6 separate regions of the Mus musculus genome follow, and regions 2, 3, 4, 5 and 6 are each linked to region 1. The links are chromatin contacts, called in public Hi-C, Micro-C and promoter capture Hi-C maps. All regions are on one chromosome and are shown on one strand. The core of a region is the stretch at or near the end of the contact, and the rest is flanking DNA. Distances in the headings are between cores, read along the strand shown.

Evidence for each region. Promoter capture Hi-C pulls out the DNA fragments that hold promoters and counts their contacts. Hi-C and Micro-C count contacts between places; a contact is called where the count stands out from the background.
Region 2: a contact with region 1 is called in a Micro-C map of embryonic stem cells, with 2.3 times the contacts expected there. The contact joins the promoter of Map6 here to the promoter of Wnt11 in region 1. A contact is called at or near these places in 8 of 39 promoter capture datasets (the SN4741 cell line, cranial neural crest, embryonic stem cells and 2 more), 3 of 484 Hi-C or Micro-C datasets (all in embryonic stem cells), 4 of 115 datasets of contacts at active chromatin or transcription factors (all in embryonic stem cells) and 2 of 9 other capture datasets (embryonic stem cells and liver).
Region 3: a contact with region 1 is called in a promoter capture Hi-C map of embryonic stem cells, with 2.4 times the contacts expected there. The contact joins the promoter of Mogat2 here to the promoter of Wnt11 in region 1. A contact is called at or near these places in 2 of 39 promoter capture datasets (cranial neural crest and embryonic stem cells), 1 of 15 datasets of contacts at CTCF or cohesin (embryonic stem cells), 2 of 484 Hi-C or Micro-C datasets (embryonic stem cells and gonadal supporting cells), 3 of 115 datasets of contacts at active chromatin or transcription factors (all in embryonic stem cells) and 2 of 9 other capture datasets (liver and macrophages).
Region 4: a promoter capture Hi-C map of cranial neural crest shows a contact between it and region 1. The contact joins the enhancer-like site here to the promoter of Wnt11 in region 1. A contact is called at or near these places in 13 of 39 promoter capture datasets (the 3T3-L1 cell line, 3T3-L1-derived adipocytes, the C10 cell line and 8 more), 19 of 484 Hi-C or Micro-C datasets (the AML12 cell line, B cells, the HPC-7 cell line and 11 more), 10 of 115 datasets of contacts at active chromatin or transcription factors (bone marrow-derived dendritic cells, craniofacial prominence, embryonic basal ganglia and 7 more) and 4 of 9 other capture datasets (adipose tissue, embryonic stem cells, liver and 1 more).
Region 5: a Hi-C map of B cells shows a contact between it and region 1, with 1.7 times the contacts expected there. The contact joins the enhancer-like site here to the promoter of Wnt11 in region 1. A contact is called at or near these places in 2 of 39 promoter capture datasets (cranial neural crest and hippocampal neurons), 3 of 484 Hi-C or Micro-C datasets (B cells, palatal mesenchyme and pro-B cells) and 2 of 9 other capture datasets (embryonic stem cells and liver).
Region 6: a Micro-C map of embryonic stem cells shows a contact between it and region 1, with 3 times the contacts expected there. The contact joins the promoter of Tsku here to the promoter of Wnt11 in region 1. A contact is called at or near these places in 2 of 39 promoter capture datasets (cranial neural crest and neural stem cells), 3 of 484 Hi-C or Micro-C datasets (embryonic stem cells, palatal mesenchyme and pro-B cells), 1 of 115 datasets of contacts at active chromatin or transcription factors (embryonic stem cells) and 1 of 9 other capture datasets (embryonic stem cells).

Annotation. Positions count from the first base shown.
Region 1 is chr7:98,837,397-98,840,096 of GRCm38.p6, reverse strand. Wnt11 (wingless-type MMTV integration site family, member 11) reads right to left here and starts at 1,252. Exons shown (of 5, transcript NM_009519.2): 1 at 907-1,252. The coding sequence starts at 989.
Region 2 is chr7:99,266,156-99,268,855 of GRCm38.p6, reverse strand. It overlaps Map6 (microtubule-associated protein 6), which reads right to left and starts at 1,409. Exons shown (of 3, transcript NM_001048167.1): 1 at 1-1,409. The coding sequence starts at 834. It overlaps Gm26705 (predicted gene, 26705), which reads left to right and starts at 1,638. Exons shown (of 4, transcript NR_103487.1): 1 at 1,638-1,711; 2 at 2,385-2,449.
Region 3 is chr7:99,237,234-99,239,933 of GRCm38.p6, reverse strand. Mogat2 (monoacylglycerol O-acyltransferase 2) reads left to right here and starts at 1,323. Exons shown (of 6, transcript NM_177448.4): 1 at 1,323-1,459. The coding sequence starts at 1,369.
Region 4 is chr7:98,467,592-98,470,291 of GRCm38.p6, reverse strand. Gucy2d (guanylate cyclase 2d) reads right to left here. Exons shown (of 19, transcript NM_001130693.3): 14 at 2,521-2,700. Among named protein-coding and RNA genes, the nearest start is that of Gm38588, 12 kb to the left of the region's middle. Within about 2 kb of position 1,406, at least 40 of the 459 cell types and tissues checked have an H3K27ac peak or open chromatin away from gene starts, as enhancers often do. A contact at or near this core is called in Th1 cells and memory CD8 T cells, where this site is marked.
Region 5 is chr7:98,340,166-98,342,865 of GRCm38.p6, reverse strand. No RefSeq gene overlaps it. Among named protein-coding and RNA genes, the nearest start is that of Tsku, 20 kb to the left of the region's middle. Within about 2 kb of position 1,290, at least 96 of the 459 cell types and tissues checked have an H3K27ac peak or open chromatin away from gene starts, as enhancers often do. A contact at or near this core is called in B cells, where this site is marked.
Region 6 is chr7:98,360,009-98,362,708 of GRCm38.p6, reverse strand. Tsku (tsukushi, small leucine rich proteoglycan) reads left to right here and starts at 1,421. Exons shown (of 2, transcript NM_001024619.3): 1 at 1,421-1,467.

The sequences.
Region 1 (2,700 bases), core at 3-2,502:
TTGATCTGCAGGCTCCCTAACCATGACCTGAGCAAGGCAGACACATTCCTGTTCTTGACTCTCCCACTCCGGGCACTGTACTCTGAGAGTGTCCTCCATATCTCCTACCTGCCAAACTCCTCACTTGTGCAGCCAAAAGTGGCAGCCTCTAGAAAATCTCTGTAACCCTCATGGGTGACCCAACCAGGCTGCCCTCCTCCGAGCCCCGGAGCCTCCACTCTTACAACCCCTGGAAAGTTATTTACAGCCCGGGCTTATCTCTCCCAGCCCAGGGACAGATCCTTCAGGAAGGGGCTGCCTTTCCCCATATCCCACTCCTTTCACACTGCCTACGGCAGCCACCACAGGAGGAACTAGCACTGCACGAGGAAACCAGGAAAATTGCCCCCAGCGACCATTTATCCTTCCAGGACATCCCTTAGCTTCGGACCTTCAGCAGCTCTTTAGGGAGTCTCCAATCAGATCCCAAGGAGCCGGTACTAACTATCCTTCTGACAGACCGAGTACTCGGAGGCCCCAGAAGGTGACACTTCCCCCAAGGTCCCCAGGTGGAAGGGGTCAAAACTCTCTTAGCAGACCTCCTGGAGGCTGACAGGCCATGATCCCGAACTGGACCCTGTGTCCTGAACTGAGCAGACTCTCTCTGAGTTGTGCCACTTGGAGAGGATGTTTCCCTAGTCCCTCACTGGCCTTTGAGCAACCCTGGCCTGGATGAGAAAATCCGCTCACCCACTTCGCAAGCCCGCGGAGGGTAAGAACAGCATATCACAGAAGAAGTCGCCGAGCTAAGAACGGCTCGCCCACGACGCCCAAGCCAACTTAGCCTCGCAGATTTTGGTGGGCTCACCCAACCTCTCCAGCTTCTCGCCCAATGGCCCATTGGAGTGAAAACGGAGTCCTACTTACAGCCACTTGATGCCATAGCACACGCCGGTGTGGAGCGCCAAGGCAAAGAGCAGAGCCTCGCAGACCTGCGGCCGCGCCCTCATCGTCGCGCGCGCCCGGCGCTCCCGGGGGTCGCACCCTGCAGGAGCCGCACCGAACTCCGCCGCCTGCAGGCCACCGCTGCTGTTCCTGCGCGCACGCCGCCTGCAATCACGGAGAACAGGGCGGCGGGTTAAGGCGGCGCGCGGGCTGGGAGGCGTTTTATTCAAATTACAAAGGAGGGGTCGGGCCGGGGAGGCTGAGCGAGGAAGGAGTCCGCTCTCTCCCCGAACCGCCCGAGACCCGCCGGCGTCAGGCTCGGATTAGGTGAGACCCTAGCGCGGCCGAGGGCGTGTCGCCCAGGGCAGATCAGGGTTGAGCGGCCCAGGAAGGACAGGGTGAAGCAGATAGGAGGTTCTCGGGAGACCCAGCAGAGAGTCTGGAGAGGACCGCAAGGAGGAGACCCCACCACCAGCAGCAGCGCGAAAACCAACTGACGTAGCGACCGCAAGGAGAGGAACTGATCCGGAATATGATTTAGGCTCCTATACTAATCCACGATATCGATTATTAGTTATTGCAGCTTTAATGAGTCTACAGTTTATTCATCTGCGAATGGGGTGATCTGAGCAGAATTCTCCTTTTACAGAGAACAGTCTCCCAGTGTAGCCAGCCATCTTTACTCCTCTCAGACCTGTGATGGGTATTGTCACTCCATCCATCTCAGATGAGGAAACCGAGGCCCAGAGATGTGGAAACATCTGTTCAGTTAGTTGTTAGGCTGTTCAGTTAGTGAGCACCCGTCTGGTGCTGGGCTGTTGAGCTATTTTGTCTACCTGTGCCGGGTAAGCTAAGGGCAGGGAGAACACAGAAGACGGTGCTATTTCTGGGCACCTACTTTCCAGTAAGGGAAGGGGAAACTGCAAAAATGGGGTGGAGGTGGGTGCTCTTTACACACTGAGGCATCTCCAGCGCCTGAAGAGCTACTTCAGACTTGCCACTTCAGTGCCTCGGTCCGGACGAGGCAGCGCCAAAGCTCCCTAGCAGAGCAGGGAAGCTCCAGGCCTGCAAGAGGTTGATTCTGGGACCGCCAGGCGGCGAGCTAGGGCCGCGGAGGAGCCGCCACCCCGCCCGCTTGCAGCCTGCGGAGCTGCTTTCTGAGGCTTGACTCCCTTCTCATCATTCTCACCTCATTAACTCCCTTCCAGGCTTCTCCCAAATTTACCAACACCTGGCATTCGCCCCGAGTCATACACAGCCCCTCTCCTCTCTGGAGCAGCAAGGACAAAGGGATTCCTTCCAAAAGGGTCTACAGAGTCTGAGGAAGGAGGTGCCAGACTTGGGGGGGGGGGGGTCTCTGGAACAGGGAAGAGCGGTTCTCATCTGGCTCTGTGAGTTTGGGCAATTCCTCAACCACCCCAGCCTAAGTTTTCCCTTTTATTAAAAAGCAAAGACCTGGACTCCAGCTTTCTGATCTTCGTCTGATCTTCTCTCTGTATCCGCTATTATTATACATACCTGTGTAGCCTATGCACGCCTGTGTGTTTCAAATGTACAGGCTTGAACACACACACACACACACACACACACACACACACACGTTTGAAACGTCATAGTTTTCTGGGGCCTTCTGGCAGAATCCAGAGGAATTCAAGCAGAAAACCTTGAATTACCCCCCCCCCTTCACAGAGTCCCCCAAGTCTGAAATGCTTGGCACAAACACGACTCCAAGCTGGGGTCTCAACGGGATTTTTGGTGCAGTCCGAATCTTCCTCT
Region 2 (2,700 bases), core at 160-2,659, 430 kb before region 1:
CTGATCTGCACCGGACGCCTTTCCAGCTGCAGGACCACCCTCCTGGGTCTGGGATTGGGCTGGGGGCAGAGGCTTCTCTTCGTGCCCTTCGTTGCGAGTCACCATCCATGCTGGCCCTGCCTTCCTACGTGTGTCGCGCTGGTCTACACCGGACGCCTTTCCTGCCGCCAGCACCCCGGCTCCTCCAGCACCCTCCGGGTCCCGGGCATCAGCAGAAAGTTGCATGGGCCCGCGCTCTTGGCTCTGAGGCCGACGCTTGGGCACCCCGAGAACAGGTTGGGAAGGCTGCGAAGTCGCAGGGATTTGCACCGGCTTGGGGATCCAGGGATGGTCCCCGCGCCGGGGCAGCGGCCAGGCGCGGAAGTCCTTCTGGTACTGGGTCTCGCGCTCGAAGGGCGCGTCGGACGGCTGGTACTCGCTGCGCGGCCGGCAGCTTGGCTCGGGCCGCTGCACTTTCCAGGCGCGGTAGTCCTGTCGCATCACCGAGTCCGCGGGGCCTGAGCCGGAAGTGGAGGCTGAGGCCGCGCCCAAGCCCAGCCCGCTCCGGCCGGGGGCGGCTACAGTCTCGCGGTCGACGCTGGGCCCGGGCGCAGGCCCTGTTGCCCGGGCAACTGCATCCGACTCTCCCTGGGCTGGCTGCGTCTCTATGGCGACAGCACGCGAGGGGGGCGCTAACGCGGGCTGCAGCGGAGCTGGCGGCTGCGGAGGGGCGCCTGGGTGTTCGGTGGCCTCCGAGTACTTGGTGAAAACCAGCGGCACCGCAATGTCCGCCTTGTCCAGCTGGTTCCAGAAGCGGGCGATGCAGCAGGCCCTTGTGATGCACGGCCACGCCATGTTAGCCACAAAGCCTTTTTGTGGTCCTAAATCAAATCTCCAATCTCCCTTTAACCCCAACCCAGACCCGCCAATGTGGTTCCCACCGCTTCCTTCCCTTAGAAGCCCTTTGCCTCGTCCTCCACCCTCAAAGAGCACCCGGGGACAAGGTACCGCTGAGATAAAGTCCGTAAAGTCCCTCGATTGCCGGCTGCAAACGCCTGCTGCAGAGGAGCTGCTGTGGGCAGTGAAGAATAGGAGCGAGGCTCAGCGTCCCAGAGTCCAGGCCTAGGGCGTCTGGGCGCGCCCTCTCTGCGACTGCGGTGTCTAGCAGACCCCGGCAGAGCAAGGAGATGCTTGGCAAAGAGGCTGTGGGCTTAAGCCATGGCGCAGGGAAGGATCCGCAAGCAGGCTTTTATCTCCTTTCCGTCTGGTTCAGCCGGCCGCCTAGCGAGGCTTGGCAGCGGTCACCTCCAACCCAGACAGAGCAGAGAGCAAAACGGCCTCTATCTATACCCCCGGTGATGCCGCAGCCGCTGCCGCTGTCGTCTTCTGCTGCAGAGAGGCGGCCCCACCCTTTTTTGCGGCTCAGCAAGGGAGGTGGGGTGATCAAGAAAAGATGCTGAGAGTATGCGCGCTGCAGAAAAAAAAAAAAAAATCACCTGCTGTCGTCAGGGCGCGCAGCTGAGAGGTTGCCCTCTCCCTGTCCCCTCCTCCCTTCTCTCTGGCAGCTCCTCCCTTCTCTGTTCCCAGGCAACAGCAGAACTGGGTCCTTGATAGGTTCAAGTCCCAAGCTCCTGAGGACTTGCTGTCCTTGAGTTGCCAGCTTCATGTCCTAGAACCGAGTCTCCTCTCTTTCGTAAAATCGCCCCAACCAATGAATACTAATTTTTTAAGTGTAAGACCGCCCCGCCTCCATGAAATGTCTGTTTCAGACTAGATGCTTTGGCTTCTTTTAAAAATCTTTTTTACTTTTTTTTTTTTTTTTTTGGTTTTTGGCTTTTGTTTTTTCGAGACAGGGTTTCTCTCTGTAGTCTTGGCTGTCCTGGAACTCAGTCTGTAGACCAGGCTGGCCTTGAACTCAGAAAAGCCGCCTGCCTTTGCCTCCCAAGTGCTGGGATTAAAGGCGTGCGCCACCTTTTAATTATGTGCTTTTGTCTGTGTGTGGGTATATGCACATGGGCTCTGGTGCCTGCTGAGGCCAGAGGGTCAGAAGTAGATTTCCCTGGTGCTGTGCAGGCGACTATGAGCTCCCACCCCACCCCCATGTGAATGCTGGGACCCGGACTTGGGTCCTCTGGAACACCAATACAAGTTTTTAACCACTCAGCCCCTGAATAGATACTTTAAAAGGGAGAGCTGCAGTTAATTGGTCAGCTATCAGGCTGTACTTATGCTCCGTGTTGCTGGTTCTTGACCTAAGCCTATGTGTACAGGGCTTCCCCAGTTGTATGAGATTGGGAGAGGCCGGCCTGGGAGAGGCCGGCCTAGCCATACTCTGGCTGTTCCTTCTTTAAGCAACTGGGAAGCAGTGAGTCTACTCTCCCAGGATAAAATTGGTTCTTCTCCAGCCCAGATGCTGCACTGGGGGAAAGGGAGAAAAAGGAAGATTCTGGAAAGAGACCCAAGGGAGGAGGTAAGCGGCTGGATGAGAGACAGTTCCCTAGGAAAAGGGAGACCTCTTTGAGGGGATTCTCGGTTGTGTTTCTGCCTTCTTTTCTACTTTGGGGTTGAACAGATTTTGGAATCTAATGGACCTGCTTTGGCTCTGATACTCTCTTTGTGACTTGGGTTGTCTCTGGGCTGCAGTCCCCTGGGTCGGGGCGGGGGGTGGGGGGGTGGGGGGGGAGGGGTAGTAGAGCTAATAAATGCCTCGGGGTGGTTTCA
Region 3 (2,700 bases), core at 74-2,573, 400 kb before region 1:
CTTCTTCTTCTTCTTCTTCTTCTTCTTCTTCTTCTTCTTCTTCTTCTTCTTCTTCTTCTTCTTCTTCTTCTTCAACATAAAACACAACAGGTGTGGCTGGAGGAAAACAATAACTCTAAGGAAACTCTGGCTATAACCTCAGCAACTCAGGAAGTGAAGTTGTCCTTTGCCATGGTGTGAAAGAGTCGAGCTGACCCAGGCAGGGGATGAAAGTTGAGTTCAGTGAGACGTACAAGCTATGATGGATGGTCAAGGAACCACCTGGATCTTCAAGTCTAGACGTGGGGCAGAGAGACAGGAAACAAGCCACCAGCCTGAACACAACCTTCAAGGGGCAAGAGGAATCAAGGATTAGTGGTGTTCACCTCTCATCCCAACTCTTGGGAGGCAGAGACTAGAGGCCAGCTTGATCTACAGTAGGCAGAACAAAGGAGTCCTAGGAAAAGTAGCTTGGGAGCCGAGAGGCAAAAGTGGAGGGAGAGTGTAAGGATCTAAGGTGACTGAGCCTGCTGACCAAAGGAGATGAGCAACCTGACTGTCAGCTTGAACCTGTGAGCAGAGTTTGTGGAATGTTGTAAACGTGTAACGTGTGGAGCTGAGGACCTACACGGTGTGGGGGATGGAAAGACCCTGAACGCAGCCCTGCTGAGTTCTACTGGTTAGTTACAGAGGGAAGGCAGACAGAGGAGATATGGGCACAGGGCTTTCTGATGCCAACTGTCGCAGCTTGTTTGTGAAGGAAGAGCAGAGCAGTGGACCTGTGAGAAAGTGAGGGGATCATTGGGCAGGGCTGAGGGGTCACCACTCCGGTCTCCTTGGGCTGTGGTTCTCAACTTCCTGATGCTGCGACCCCTTAGCACAGTTCCTCATGTTGTGGTGACCCCCCCCCCCAACCATAAACTTATTTGTGTTGTTACTTCATAACTGTAATTGTATTACTGTTATGAATGGTAATGTGAATATCTGATATTCAGGATATCTGATATGCGACCCCTGTGAAAGGATCATTTGACACCCCCTGGGGTCGTGACCCATAGGTTGAGAAGCACTGCCCTTGGGGTTTCACCTCTTTGCGCCCTACCTTGAGCAGATTCTAGAGGGTGGGAATAGTGGTTTGGCAGATAAGGCATTGCCTAAGAGAACTGATAAGGATGAAAGAGGTTTCTCTTCCGCCTTTAGCCTGGTCTAGGCAGAGGGATTACAAGGTACGGGGAAAAAAGGATGTGGCGTGGGCGGAGCAGGAGGGCCCTGGAGCTGGGCTGGGCTGGGCTGGGCTGGGCTGGGGCTGGACTGGGGCTGGCCTGGCCTGGCCCTGCCCCTTCAACCTAGAGCAAAGCCCGTGTGTAGAGCCTCCTGAGCCAGCTCAGCATGGTGGAGTTCGCCCCCCTGTTGGTACCATGGGAGCGCAGGTTACAGACCTTCGCGGTCCTTCAGTGGGTCTTCTCCTTCCTGGCCTTGGGTAAGAGGGTAGCCGCGGGCACACGGGAAGGGCAGGGCAGCCTCAGCGGGAGCACAGGATGCTTAATGGAGAGATTCAGGAGGGGGCTTTGCTGGGGTCTTCCAGAGCCTCGTGTGGGTATGTCTCCCATGTCTTAAGCAGTCTTCAGTTTCCTGGACTTTTGGGACCGCTGCATCCAGGCTTTAGCTGCAAGCTGCTGAGGGCGGGGAAGCACCCGAGGCTGGGTGGCTATGCCTCTGAGAGGGAAGCTCTCCAGTTTACCTTTCGGAAAAAGGGAGCTGGAACTGAGGCCAGGAGAGAAGGGACCGGCCTCTGCTTCCCCAGCTGCATGGTGGGGATGCCAGTGTCACCCTATGGGGGAACTTGTAGAGAAAATGCAGAAAGCTGGGAACTTCTATGAAAGGCAGATCTGACCTGGCTCCTGAGGTGTGGCTCTGTCCCTCTCCACCCTGTAGATGCTCCAGCACCGCTGTGGACCGGGAAGGAAGAGTGGCTGGGAGCACGGGAGGGAGCCTTATCTCCTTTGTTGGTACTAGACTGGGGAAGGACTGCCACCCCAGGACTCAGATTCAGCCCGAGTCCAGATACTACTGCCTGTCAAGACAGTCACATGCTCAGTGCATGCTTCACACACACACACACACACACACACACACACACCCCTCGGGTAACACACGTGTATACGTGTGTATGTGTTCCCACCTCACAATGTTTCATCTATATGGTTTATTCCTGCAAAGTGGGCTTTCCAGGATCACACACCTTTAGCACCCATTTTAAATGGGTCTGTACCTCTGTTCCAGGGTCGGTTACCATTTTAAGTACCCCTGGTAACAACCAAGCAGAGGAATTGCATATTTGAAAGGCCCAGGCTGTGAATCAGGAGCCTGGCAACTGCTCCTTCCAGAGGAAGAAGGGATGGGGGATGGGCAGAGGGCCTGGGAGGAGGTGTGGATACAAGACAGAGATGGCGGGTATAGAAAACAGAGGGCAGGCAACCTAAGCCCAGGGATGGCTTGGGTCAAAGGGCTCCGGAGACCCAGAGCCATGTAGTTTACAGCCACAACCTCACAGGGTCTAATGGACACCAGGCTCGGGTTGCCTCCTGTGTCCTTGAGGACAGGAGTTATGTCTGACTGGGTGAACCTACCCCATCCTTGCAGCCTGGGCCTGGGCCTGCTCTTACATAGACCTGGCAAGACCGAGGAGTGGAGCACAGAAATCAGGGCTCCCCTGAGCCA
Region 4 (2,700 bases), core at 157-2,656, 370 kb after region 1:
GCCCCAGGACCCAATGTCTGTGTGATGCCCCCTCCACCACACCCCTCTACTGCAGAGTTGTTTGTTTCTCGAGACACCGCAATGCCCCACACACCCCAAGTCATGTACCTTGGCTCTTACCAGCCCTGCCCCCAGCCCAGCACTGCAGGGTCAGCCACACTGGCCCTCACAGAGGTGGCATGCCCAGAGCTGCCTGGAAACAAGCAGCCACTTGCAAGGGAGGCCATGGCTGCCTGAAGTGTATGTGCTTCCTTCAAAGAGGAGGCTACCACAGAGGAGAAGCAAGACGAATGGCTGCCTCCCACTGAGCATGCTTGTAGACTCTGACTGTGCTACCTACTTGCTGTGCAGCCTCCATGAGGGACTCTTGCCCTCTCTGAGCTTCATGTGTATGGAGGGCTAAATCATCCCACCAAGGGCACACATAGTGCCAAAGATGGCATGCTGTGAAGACCTCGAGGCCAAGCTCTCCGTCAGGGTGAGGCCTGAGAATGAGGAAGAGCTGAGGTCAGTCGCTGCTAGCCTTCTGTCGGTGACTGCCCTGTCTCTTCTAATCTGCAGAGCAGAGCTGAGCCACTGGTATTTCAACCCCGTGCTTCACTAAGGGGAACTTTGGGCTCAGAGGGTGGACAAGCTTTGGGGTTGTTTGATGGCTTAGATGGCTAAGGCCTCACATCTCACACAGCAGGTTGAGCTGGGAAACCACACCTCTCCTTGTCCCCTTTCTCCTGTCCCAAGCCTTGTCCCAGCACTCAAATTCTTTGCTATGTACAGAGAAGTGCTCACCCAGCAATGCTGATGCTGGGGTGGTCCTTCCACCCAACCCCATTACCAACCCCCATCCTTATCCTCCATTCTCTCCCTCACCCCTACCCATACTGCCACCCTTGCAGGAAGTGGTTATATGGTTGCTTCTCAGCCCAGAAAAGATTCAAAGTGGTAACTAGATCCTGCTGTTGATGGGCGGGGGGACCAAGGCAGATGGGGGGAGTGATGAGAGATGCACTACACATCACAGAGGCTGGGCCTGCTGTTCCCCACATCTGGAGGGGTGTGCGGGCCTTGTTTGATTTCATTTCCCTCTGCTGGGAAGATGCAGGCCTCTTGGCTGGAGTTCAGAGCAGAGCTGAGCCGTGATTCAGAGCTGTGAGGGCCACATGTGTGAGAAAAGATTGGCAGAGGTAGGAGAGACAGGCCAGGGGTAACTTGGGGCAGATCAAAGCATGGAGGCGCAGGGAGACCTGTGGGACACACAGGAGGCCGGGGTGTGCCCATTGGCCTTCCAGACATCTTAGGAGCCATGGAGTCCCCAGGGGGAGCAGAAGAGAGGCTGGGGTCTCAAGTGGCAGTGGCAAAGGTGGTCACCACCATACTGTCTGCAGGAGAGAGTGCTTGTGGTAGCCTGTGAACACTTGGGGTTCCTCGTGGCTCTGCTGTTGTCTGTGTAGACCCAGGCAGGCTTCCTTCCTCTCTGGGCCTCTGGACTGAATCAACAAATTCTGCCAAGGGGAGTTTTACAAGTGCCAATGAGAGCAGCTACCTATGCAAGGGAGTGAATGGGAGACTGGAAAGATGGCTAGCAGGGAGCAGGGAGAGAGGAAAAAGGTGGGTGAATCAGGAAGAGGAAGGGTTATATGAGAAGGTCTGGTGGTGTGAGCCTCGAACACTCAGAAAAATGTGGTGGTCCACAGAGGTGGAACAGCCACAAATGCACTCAGAGAAGAGCTGGGTCAACTCCAGAGGGCTTGTGGGCCACTGTGACATTATCCCAAGAGAATCTATGTCGCAAAGAGGGTAAACTTCCTACAAGGGGCTGAGGACTCAACAGCAAGTTCAGCCCTCAGGTTCACCCGAGTCACTTCACCCCACCATCTCATCTGTAAGTGAGGGGTGCTAGCCCTTTCCTCCTAAGTCCTCATGCACACAAAGCCCTTAACCTGGCATCTTGTATACAGTAGGTGCTCAGTAAGTGCTGGGGCACTACAAACAGTGTAAGCAGCTTGCCTGCTCCATCTCCTGACTCTTTCCGGAAGAAATCAACTTAAATGTCACACTCCATCCCTCCTTGGATTCACATCCCCTGCAATGTGGCTACAACGCCCATCCACAGCTGGTACTGCGTCTTCCACCTCTTCAAGTTGTCTCCCTCAGCCAACAGAATTTGTCAGGAAAAGCAGTGTGCCAACCCCAGGCGAGAGCTCAAGGGCTAACATGCCTCTGCCCTCTCTCAGAACCCAGCTATACATGTGAACCATCTCAGAGAGACTCTGGGCCAGAGCCCAGTCCCTCCAGTCAAGGTTCCAGAGATGCAGAAAACCAAACTAAGATCAGCAAGCTGCCCACCTGGCCCACATCTGGCTGGAGATGCCTTGTGAGTCACAAATGGTTTCTTTGTATGCTACTGGACTTTGAGATTATTCATTACACAGCAGGGTTAATTGATACAAGCGCACAGTGAGTGGATAGACACAAATTAGTGGTGCTGGCTACAGAGAGAAGAAGGTCACCTGTTGTCCTCACCTTATACACATCATGGCTGTCGAGAACAGCATCAAACAGCGTGTAGAGATCATTGAGGAAGCCCACCACCTCAATGGGCTCACTCAAGGCTGAGATGGTGGTGAAGCCCACGATGTCACTGAAATAGATGGTGACCTGGTCGAAGTACTCGGGCTCCACTGTTGTCCCCATCTTTAGAGC
Region 5 (2,700 bases), core at 41-2,540, 500 kb after region 1:
GTCTGGAGGTGGGCTAGGACAGTTGACCCCAGTGAACTTCCCCTATGGTTTTCTAGCCCCTTGACCTACGCCCACTCTGCTCTCCCTTCTTACTGATGATGAGAGTGCCCCAAGTGCCCCCATCCATGGCCCCATGGGCTCAGAGGGGTCTCTCCCTCAAGCTGCAGGAAACATCTTCCTCCCCTGCATGATTTCAATCGTGTTAGCCAAGCGAGGAGCTCAGGCCCACGTTTGCTCCTTCTGGGAGGTCTATGCCCCAGCTTGGGGGTGTGAGCAGCTGAAGTGCAAAGGATAATCCCAGAGTACTAGAAAGACCCGGAAACCATCTTATTTTCCCAAGTGTCTCACAGTTTAGCTTTAGGATTACATAATCTTTAAACTTTCACATGGGTGGGTGTGGTGGGTGTGGTTCAGGTCTTAGAACAAGCAGATCCAGATGGATTCTACTGCATAGCTGATACTGGAGTTTACAAAAGGATCTTACACATTTGAAAGCAGGGCAGGGATGTATGTCACAAGCCCCCCTCCAAACTGCCCTCTTTTCTCTCCTCTTAGAACGATTTGTGTTGACATGGAAAAGAAAAGAAAAGAAAAGAAAAGAAAAGAAAAGAAAAGAAAAGAAAAGAAAAGAAAAAGGAAAGGGAAGGGAAAGAAAAGAAAAGAAAAGAAAAGAAAAAAAGATGAGAGAAGAGAAGAGAGGAGAGGGGGGTGTCAGGGAGGAGAGGAGAGGAGAGGAGAGGAGAGGAGAGGAGAGGAGAGGAGAGGAGAGGAGAGGAGAGGAGAGGAGAGGAGAGGAGAGGAGAGATAGAGGGGGCTAAGATGATGTTGTAGCTGACAGGCTGGCCCAAAGGACCGGCAGGAGGCTAATTCACGAGGGGTAACCACTTTCTCTAGTGGACCTGTGAGAGATGACAAGAAAAATAAAACTCGAAGTCAAAGGCGACAGAATTCTAAGAGTGACAAGTGGATTAAGGAAGAAGGAGGGGTGGGTTGTGAGGAGGCGGGAAAGGGGGCTCAGCTCAGTTCTCCGTGGGTTTGGACGCCTCCCCTATCTGCCTCCAAAGCCTTGCATCTAGCAGAGACCCTACACATCGTCTTGGGGCACCCCGGGATAGGCTAAACTCAGCCCTGACCCATAGCCTCCCATGAAGGAGCCCCAGGCCAGCAACACAAGAAAGCAAAGTGACTGCGTAGTCAGGCCCCGGACTTCAGTTCCGAGGGTCTGACGGGGCGGAACTAAGAGCTTCCGGCTAAGCTTGTCATGGAGTTAATGCCCGGCAGGTGGCGCTGGGATTCCTACTCTGGTGGAAGCTCCTGGGCTTCTATTTCCTGCTTCCTTCCTGGACTCCTACTGACAGAAGCAACAAGTGAGTTGGAGGATGCTACAGGTCCGGAGCAGAGGGCAAATTCAGAAGCACGTATCTGATGACCAGAATTTTTCACGGTTACCAGGAACTCCATTCTCTTCACATAGTCCCCTCTGCTACAAGAACTTTCCTGCTCTCTGTTTCATAGAATTGAAAAATATTAATCCAGGTTCCCTAATAAATAGGGTTTTTGTTTTGTTCTGTTATTTTGTTTTAGAGTTTCCTATGTCCAAACCCAGGGATAGGTACTGAGGAAAGATCAGCGACTAAAGTCTCTGATGTTCGAGATGTTGGCACCTAGTTGGGAAGGGACAGCCCACACACACTGGACATGTTAAACAAGACCACACTACATACTGCCACAAGGTACAGAAGCAATAGATCAGTGTTCATAGGAGAGAATCGGGTCTCCGCGCTCTTACCTCTGAGCTGAGGTCTGAATGGAGGCCAAGCGAGGCCTGCAGGGACACTTCCCAGGGGAAACTCAGATGCCTCGCCCGTGAGAAAGGGACAGTGGGCAGGTGTGCAGTGTAAAGCCAACAGGGCAAGGACAGAGGCCTCGGCTGCCCGGGAGGCTACACTGTGGGGGTGTGCATCCCACCCCACCCCCACTGCAGAGGCAGCAGCTCAGCCATCTGAAGGATGGCCTGGACACACAAAGATCACTGCTGTGTGAGTACAGAACTGGCCAGAGCTGCCAGAGAGGAAGTCATTACCATCAACTGTGACGATGGCAGCTCGGTGGTAAAGATGTCAATGAGAATGAATGTAAAGGGTTTGAACTGTTTCTGGAGTTAAAAAACAAAACAAAACAAAACAAAACAAAACAAAACAAAACAAAGAGCAAAAAGCAAGCGAAGGAACAAACAACAAAATCCCTATCAACAAAAAGGAGTCTGATGAATCCAGCCCTGCGATGGCTTCCTTCTTGCTTTATCAGAGAGATAAGAAACGGAGCAGAGGGAGAAAACAGTTTGGCCAGGTCCCATAACTGATTAGTGATAAAATCTGGGCTTAAAGAGCATTGCTGTCTGCCACCCGTAGAGGGTTGTTTAAAGACTTGACTCAAAGCAAAGGATGGAAACCAGAGAGTAAGCTGCCCAGGCACTGATACAAGCTTAACATCAAACCCAGAGACCCTTTGCAAAGCGTTACCAAGGTAACCAGGTACTGCCCTCAGCATAGGCTCTACTGCTCCTTCAACTCTGGGAGCATCTCCATAAGGAGCATTGGTGAGACCCTGGCACTTAAGTTCTTTTGACTGTCTGTCCCCTGTGTCCCCTACACACACAGCCATTCCCTATCCTGACTCACTAGGGTTGGGTGTTGACAA
Region 6 (2,700 bases), core at 172-2,671, 480 kb after region 1:
TAGCACTAAATTGTAAGGGTGACCCTGCCCACTTGGATACGATTTCAGACGAGGCCACAGTAAAAAGATTCCCCTAAAGACCTCCTATTCCCAAGGATGATGGATTTTTTTTTTCTTTCCCTCTTTTGGCTTTTTGAAACATTCTTTCTCCAGAGCTAGGCTTTCACACTGACAGTTATCCTGCCTCCCCCTCCTAGGAGACAGGGACCATTGTCCCCTCTCCTCATTAATAGCAGGGTTCAGCCCAGGTGAGTCCCCAGGGCCACATGGTGGAGGGAAGGGAAGGGTCTGAACAACCACTTTCTTCTGAGTGTGAACTTGACTTTGCTGACTGGGAACTTCCTTTTCCTCGGGCAGACACGCACAAGCCCAAGCAAAGATTTCTGTTTTTAAATAATAAGGAAGAAAGAAATGAAAAGACTGTGTGCAACAAGCCTGGGCCACGGCAGGGAAACATGGCTGGAGTTCCCCACCCAGGGGCCCTTTCCAAGGTGGCAAGTTCCTGGGAGGTCCAGAGACAATACCACACTTCCCTCTAACCCTTTACTTCCCTCTGGAGATAGGCACTGTCTGGGTATGTGGATAGAAGTACCTGCAGCAGGCAATTTCTCTCTTCACTCATGTATTTTTTTTCAAACACACACATGTCATATATCATATATATTTGCATATATATATATATATATATATATATATATGCAAATAATTTCGGCAGAAGAGGATGGAAGACTTAAGCCGCTACTACAGAGCAGTTTCCCTTCTTGGAAATCCAGCCAGAAGTTGACTTTCCCTCCAGGAAAAAAAATATGTCTGTTAAGTCTGTTGCTTTCTCCCTCACTTGGTGTCTGCCAGCTTTCCTGCTTTTGCTCTCTCTCTCTTCTGTTCTGCCTTGTCTCTTTTCTCAAACACACCCATTAGTGACTCTGGACCTTTTTTAAAACTTTTTTTTTAAGTGGGGTAGGGGAGAATTTGAGAGAAAAACCCTCACCCACCCATTCTTGCCAACTAATTCTGCTTTCCTACACACACACACACACACACACACACACACACACACACACACTGGCGACCTCCAGATGTTCCCGACCCAGCGGCCATCTGCTGAGATTACTGGGACGCGCAACTGAAGGAAGGCAGAGGGGGCAGGGATCCGGGTTGCAGGAAGCTGGGAGAGGCCTTGTGGAGTAGGAGGGAACCGCGCACTTTTTAGACGCTCCCTAGGGTGGAACCCGTGCTCGGCCGGCGGGGGCAGGGCTGCTAAAACGCCCCCCTAGACTTGCACTTTAACGACGCTCCCTGAGCTTCCTGGCCTGTTGCCGGTGCAGCCACTGGGTGCCGAGCAAGGGGAGCCCGGCGGCGGGCGGGGACGTGGGGCGGGACGAGCGGCGCGGAGAAAAGCGCCGGCCCATGGGCCAACGCCGGGTCGCCTAGGTGAGCGTGCCGAGGCGACAACTGCAGACCTGCCAGGTGGGTGCTGTCGGGAGGCGCAGCGAGATCGGCGCGCATTTGGAGGTTTGGAGCCCGGGACTCCAACCTCACCGCCCCATCCCGTGAGCAGGCCAGCGCGAGGGGCGGGTCCGGGTCCTGCCAAGGCCCCTCAACTTTTCCGGGACACCGAGCCATAGAGTCGGGGGAGCAAGGGTGAGGGCTTTCAGGAGACAAAGGCTCTGCCTGGGGGTCGTGGGCGTGGGCCGGCGCCTCCAGGGTCTTTGTAAGAACACGTGCATCTCACGGTACTGGGTCTTTTGTGGATTTGGGTTCGGAAGCCAGCATCTGCCTTGCCTTTGTGTGTGCGTGGCTTTGCATGGCTATCTCGCTCCAGTGTCCCCGTTTTGCAGCCTTGCGTTTGGTTGTGGGGACCGGTGGGCGCTCCTAGTGTCCGCATACGTGGTCTATGCTTGTCGACGTGTCTGAGTTGAGTATCTGTGGGGTATGTGCGCACTGAGAGCCCTGAAGCTGCCCCGACTCTCTGCTCCCTTTCTGTCCATCGTTTTCCCCCTACTTGGCTTCAAACTTTTCTCTGGGTTCCTCCGGCAACGCCTGTTGGCAGCCCTTCTCTGTCTCACCTCCGGAGGTCCTTTGAGCCGGGAGGGGATGAGATGGATTTGGTGGGTTGGGGGTGATCTGCAGTGCCTGGCGACTGGCCCGGGCCAGGACTGGGCGGAGCGTGCGGGACACCCTCACTGGACCCCAGTGGGAGGAGGGAGGGGACACCGCTGGTCTGGGCTCCGGCCTGAGGCCAGAGACCCGGGAATAGCGTACTGCTGGCAGTAGTCTGCTCTGCGCTCCGGGGACAGAGTGAGTGCGGACTGAGATCAGTCTGTTTGGTGGAGAGACTTGATTGGCTTTGAGTTCCGGCTCTGCTTTAACCCGACCCCAGAGTGAGGGGACGAACCTTCCAATCCAGTAGGTGAGAAAAGCCACGGTTTGTCTGCATCCGGCCTGCTCGCGGCCCCTAGCCCTGATTGGGCTGTGATGAAAAGGGGCTTTCCACACACTAGTTTCCCAAGGGATGGCCAATGGCTCACGTAGGGCACGGGCGTGTTGCAGAGCCCGTTGAGATTCGGTCACTGATGTGGATGAAGTGAGAAGAACTCTATGCCGTGGGAGCGGAGCGCACCGTGGTGGTAACCAGCGTGGCGAGCTTAGCTGAAAGCGGCTCCCGCCCACACTTGGCCAGGCTCAGAGGTGACTCAAACT